Linked DNA regions of Mus musculus: region 1 is linked to region 2. A link is a contact called in public HiChIP or PLAC-seq data. All regions are on one chromosome and are shown on one strand. Each heading gives the region's core, a stretch centred on a gene start, on an enhancer-like site or on the middle of the called end of the contact. The rest is flanking DNA. Distances are from core to core; before and after follow the strand shown. Region 1 overlaps Copz1 (coatomer protein complex, subunit zeta 1). Region 2 holds the start of Hoxc12 (homeobox C12).

Evidence for each region. HiChIP or PLAC-seq counts read pairs in DNA pulled down with a chosen protein or histone mark.
Region 1: an H3K27ac HiChIP or PLAC-seq map of differentiating embryonic stem cells shows a contact between it and region 2, with 3 times the contacts expected there. The contact joins the enhancer-like site here to the promoter of Hoxc12 in region 2. A contact is called at or near these places in 5 of 39 promoter capture datasets (cranial neural crest, embryonic stem cells, frontonasal cranial neural crest and 2 more), 1 of 484 Hi-C or Micro-C datasets (embryonic stem cells), 7 of 115 datasets of contacts at active chromatin or transcription factors (craniofacial prominence, differentiating embryonic stem cells, embryonic limb bud and 4 more) and 1 of 9 other capture datasets (embryonic stem cells).

The regions. Positions count from the first base shown.
Region 1 is chr15:103,299,126-103,301,825 of GRCm38.p6, forward strand. Copz1 (coatomer protein complex, subunit zeta 1) reads left to right here. Exons shown (of 9, transcript NM_019817.2): 9 at 1-740. Among named protein-coding and RNA genes, the nearest start is that of Gpr84, 10 kb to the right of the region's middle. Within about 2 kb of position 1,281, at least 115 of the 459 cell types and tissues checked have an H3K27ac peak or open chromatin away from gene starts, as enhancers often do. A contact at or near this core is called in craniofacial prominence, differentiating embryonic stem cells, embryonic limb bud and 2 more, where this site is marked.
Region 2 is chr15:102,935,372-102,938,164 of GRCm38.p6, forward strand. Hoxc12 (homeobox C12) reads left to right here and starts at 1,455. Exons shown (of 2, transcript NM_010463.2): 1 at 1,455-2,085. The coding sequence starts at 1,482.

The sequences.
Region 1 (2,700 bases), core at 31-2,530, 360 kb after region 2:
GCACAAGTGGGTTTGGAGTGGCAGAGGCCATACTTTCTTTGCCTCAGCTTCTCTCCTTCCTGCTGCCCTATCCTCTGCCTTAGAAGAAATGGGAACAGCTTGTAGGGAAGGGACAAGCTGCAGAGGAACAGTGATTTAAAGGCCCTTGGAGCTAGTCCCCTCAGCCTCAACTTTGATCTGGCCTTTAGCCTCAAAGCTGCTGTACCTGCACATGGTCCTGAGAACATCTCTCTAGGCCTGTACCACACCTCTCTGCCTGTAGAACCTGTGAGATCATTGCCTGTGGCCTCTGTCACCCTGGAGCAAAGCCAGACCTTGGAACCCAAACTACTTTAGTCCCTAGAAAAGTTTCTGCTCAGAACTGAGGATGGAAAGAGCCGTAATGACGTTGGCCTTGCCGTGTTCCTTCTCCTCAGCGCCACACTCACATATTTCTCTGCTTTGGTTCTACAATCTGTTGTTGAGTTCCCCCTCTCTGCATCAGTCTTCCCTGGAAATGGAGGACCTGGTGCAGTACCTTTCCTCTGAGGCTTGGATTCCCGTTCTTGGGTGTAATGTTGCTCCCTGATCCCATATCCCTGTGAAAATGACTTAGGAAAAAACGTTTCTGAGCAAGCATTCTGGCCCATGCACTGGCTGAAGTGGGCAGACTGGAGGCGGCCTCTGCAAGAAATGGAGTCAGGCGAAGTCCACCTTGTACGCTGCTGTGCGGCTTAGGAATAAAGTGAATCTCTTCCAAACTGCCTTTGTGTGATGGCTCTGTTCCTCCCTTTTTTGGCAGCTATTCCTGTTCCTCCAGCCACCACCCCCACGCCCCCGCACCCCACCTCTTATAATATTTCTTCCTTTCTACCTCAGAGACTCCCCAGCAGTCCCCCCTACCCCTAATTTACAGGGCTGTTTGCCTCCTTGGCATCTCTAGTCCCCTCGCCTGGAAATTGGCGCCAGGGGTGGGGTGGGGATGGTATTTTCTCAGTGGGAGACTCAGGGAACTGAGTTCTCCCCCACACACCCCCAAAGCCAGCTGCCTGCTCCCGCCTCAGCCATTAGTAACCCGGAGACGCGCACCTGCGTGGAGGCTCTCCTCCAGCCCCTGCTCCCTTCCCGCACCTCCCACTCCTCCGAAACGGCGCTGAGCGGGTTATTTATCGGAGCCTGCGCTGCTCCAGAAGGTCAGGACGGTGGTGTAAATAACCTCTTCTCGCCATTTCCCCATCCCTCCAGAGCCTGCTCCCCTCCCCCTTCTCTACCTTTATTCGCACAAATGAATGTGGCTGGGCTGGCGCAGAGCCTGGCCCTGCATCTTAATGGGGCGGTGAGCTCACAAGATGGATTTAGCTGGGGGTTTTATGGTTGCTGCGGCGACAGGAGAATGCTTTGGTTTTCTTTCCCCCTTCCTCTGCAGGATTTTAAGGAGGGGGCAATGCGGGGACTCCTCCTCTCCCCTGAGATTTGTAGGGTCTCTTCTATCACCTCTATCTACTGTTCTAGCATGGGTCTGCAAACCTAGGACGGACAAGGAAAAGGGGAAGGAGGGAAGCAGAATGGGAAGAGCCTCTGCAACACGGGATGAAGCCTATGTATGGTCCTCCTTTTATGGAAACCTTAGGCACAGCAGCTGTGAAGCACCTGGGCCCAGGATCCCTCTAAGCAGATAGACAGCTGAATGCTGGACCACTCCTGCCTGGGGCCCTGTACTGGAAGCTGGAGGCCTGGTGGGAGAAGAGTTATGATGCCCTCTATCTTTGCTTGTATGGTCTGTGAGAGGCAGTGCCCAGCTTTATATAGCCCAACCTGCTCCTCATGGCCTGTATATCCTTTGGCTTGGGACAGCAGAGTTAGAACGGAGTTGAGGCCTCTTCCGTGAGCAGATATATCAACAGGAGCGTAGTTCTTTCCGTTTGAGTTCTCTATGCTTGTTTCTCCAGCCTTCTGTTTCCCACCAAGACTGAAGTTTTGGTGCCCTGGCCTACCCCGTCCTCTGGTGAGCAACTTTCATTTGGGACTCTGCAAACCCATCCTTAGCACTAACTAAAACAAAAACAGCAGTGACTTGGACTGTCTGGTTTGCCTCCCCCTCCTGTTTGTGAACCTTTCCCTCTTCCCCTGGGGATTCTTAGGAGGCCCTCCTCCCTTCTTCCCCTTGGCTGGGAAAGAGACTACAGCCTGAACAGTGCCAGACACCTGCCTGCCAGATGTGGCGATTCCCCATGCTGCCCCTACCCCACTGTCTCTCTTTTCCCCACCCCACTGAGCTCAGGCAGAGGGAGCCCCCCCACAGAGTGATTTACTGCTGCAGTCTCTTCCTCAAGTGCCCCTTCAGGCTTCTCTCTCTCTCTCTCTCTCTCTCTCTCTCTCTCTCTCCCTCTCTCCCTCCCTCCCTCCCTCCCTCCCTCCCTCCCTCCCCTGGTGCCCATGCGTGCTCCCTCTTTTCCCACCATGACCAGGCAGCTTCACCCCATTCCGACTGCAGGACCCTTTGCTGGGTGAGCTCTAGCTCCCTCTTTGACCAAAGAAGGAATGGGTGGGTGAAGGGTGATGCCCCTGCTACACCCCAGGAGAGAAATGAGCTGCAGGACTGAGGCCTGCAGCAGACAGAGCTGATGCCATCCTCTATGGGGAGAACTGGAAGAGAGAGGCTAACATGACCAGAACACAAAACCAACATTCCAGGGATAGGCAGAGCCTCTAAGGAGTTTC
Region 2 (2,793 bases), core at 205-2,704:
TCTCTCTCTGTGTGTGTGTGTGTGTGTGTGCGCGCGCGCGCGTGTGTGTGCAAGTGTGTGCAATTCTCTGATAAAAATCGTCACAATCGTTTTAATATGTATACGTTGTCAAACTGTTTATTCAACCTTGGACAGCTAAAGCTCAAAATAATCAGAGATGGTGAGTGTCTCTTTGCTATAACCCTAATAAAAATGTATTTGAGCTGGTTCTTCTCTTGGTGAGCTGGTCTACCGGTGCCCCAGTTGGGAATCCCAATGTTGACTTGCAGATGTTCATTATAATCAACAGCCAGTGCTAGGTTCCCATCCTTCTCTAGAAGAAGCATCATAAATAAAAATTTGAGTTCTCAACAGGATACTTCTCCGGATTTTCCCCTCACTCTTGTCCCACCTCAGAAGGCAACTCACCCCTGGCCGCTGCTCCATACTGGCCCCACAGTCAGCCTGCAGGTTGTAGGGTAATCTCCTTTGCTGTAGAATATGTAATCATTTGGGCCAGCCAGTTTCTGCTGGGGCTGACAGCCTCCTGTCATAAAGATGAGGAGATTCTTAGAAGCTCCCAGTACCTAGAAGTCACAGCCGAAAAGCAGTTCAAGCCACCCCTAGATTTTCAAGAGCAGGAAAATAGGTCCGCACCAAACTCAGCACCTTCATTTGCTCTTCTCTCTGCCTTCGGTTCTTCCTCTACTGATGGAACCTTAGTGGAGGCTAAGGTTAGTTAGGGGTACAGAAGAGATAGAATGATCAATCCCCCTCTACACCTTTCTCGAGTGAAAGAACCTCAAGTATCTTTTCATACCCCTAGAAGAAAATGCAATGGAGACAACGCAGCAGCGCAGCGCTGGCAGGGCTGAGAGATAGCTGCAGGAAAACCTGTTCTCACCCCCACTTCGCCTCTACTGTAAATAAACCCTGAGCCAAAGGGCTCATCCGTCTCCTTAAACAGCCAGTAAACTTTATATGACACAATATCTAATAGTAATTTATTGGGGAGATATTGTAAATTCCAACGGTTTTAGTTAATAAAGGAGCTAATTAAAGAGGGACGGGCTGTGCTCGGCCAGCTGTTGGTGATAAGATAATACATCTGGGGAGGGGTGCAGGGTGCAGAGGTGTGTATGTGCGGATATTTTTGGTGGCGCTATTTTTTTTTTTTTTTTTTTTTTTTTTTTTTTTGGTTTTGCCCCGCGTCGAGCGATCGCTTCCCCGTCTGCGTTAAGGTTTTATATGACTTTTTAAAAACCAGAATCCTACGAATAAATCTGTTCCTGCCTTTCGCTCCCCCATCTCCACCCAGGATTGGGGAAGGGGGAAGTAGAGTTGGTGCGGGGAATGTGGGTGGGGGGTTCGGTTGTCCCCACCCCTCCCCCTGGCGGTAGCGCCCACGTGAGTAGAGCGGCCAATGGGTGGCTGGTGCAGGTTTAACTATGTTTAATGTCAGATAGCAATAAAGTAGAAGCAGCCGGTCGGGCCCCGCGGAAATGGGCGAGCATAATCTCCTGAATCCTGGGTTTGTGGGGCCGCTGGTGAATATCCACACAGGAGACACCTTCTACTTCCCCAACTTCCGCGCGTCAGGGGCACAACTCCCGGGGCTGCCTTCGCTGTCCTACCCACGCCGCGACAACGTGTGCTCGCTGCCTTGGCCGTCGGCCGAGCCGTGCAATGGCTACCCACAGCCCTATCTCGGCAGTCCCGTGTCTCTCAACCCGCCTTTCGGCCGCACGTGCGAGTTGGCTCGCGTGGAGGATAGCAAGGGTTACTACCGAGAACCCTGCGCTGAGGGCGGCGGCGGGGGCCTAAAGCGGGAGGAGCGCGGGCGCGAACCCGGAGCGGGACCCGGGGCAGCGCTACTGCAGCTGGAGCCGTCGGGGCCACCTGCGCTCGGCTTCAAGTACGACTACACGGCGAGCGGCGGCGGTGGCGACGGCAGCACGGGACCCCCCCACGATCCACCCTCGTGCCAGTCACTGGAATCCGACTCCAGTTCGTCCCTACTCAACGAGGGCAATAAGAGCGCCAGCGCTGGTGACCCTGGCTCTCTGGTTTCGCCGTTGAACCCAGGCGGCGGGCTCTCAGCCAGCGGTAAGGACCCCAGCCCACTTGTGATGCTTACTCTGACAGGACGTCTTGCTAGTTTAGGCAGGGGAGGCCTGAGCTGGAACTGCCTAGGGTGACAGAATGTGTTGTGAGCTAGGGCTTCTTTTAAAAAGAAGTGTGTGTGTGGGGGGGGGACCCTATAAACATGTAAATATCCCCATAAAAGACCTGGAGAGATTTCCTTTTTCCGCTCCTAGTGGCTGTAGGGGTCAGGGAGCTCCAGAGTACAGGGATTCTGACGGGGACTTCCCCAAGCCTAAGAGTAAAGAGGTGGAGAAGGAGATTCCATTCCTATTTTTCAGGTTGCCTTTCCTTCTGCTTAGCCATAGGCCCCCGTTTCTCACAGTTCTTATTTTAAGAAACGCAATCAACATGATTTACTCTTCACCACCCGCCCACAACTTTCCTAACTGATGGGATCTGTAGTTCCAGAAGTTGTAAGGGTCAGGAAAATTTAATAATAATAATGATAATGATGGTGGTACTGGTGGGGGTGGGGGTGGGAGTAGTAGTAGTAGTAATAATAATAATAATAATAATAAAAGATAGTTTGGAAGAATTGAGGTAGGAACATAAAAAGATGTGTATACTACTATGGAAGGTAGTGTTGAGGCATAGAGTGAAAACAGGATGTTTTGGTGATGGTTTGGTGAGGATGGTCTGGGTAAACATTTTCAGGATGAGAAGCGAAAG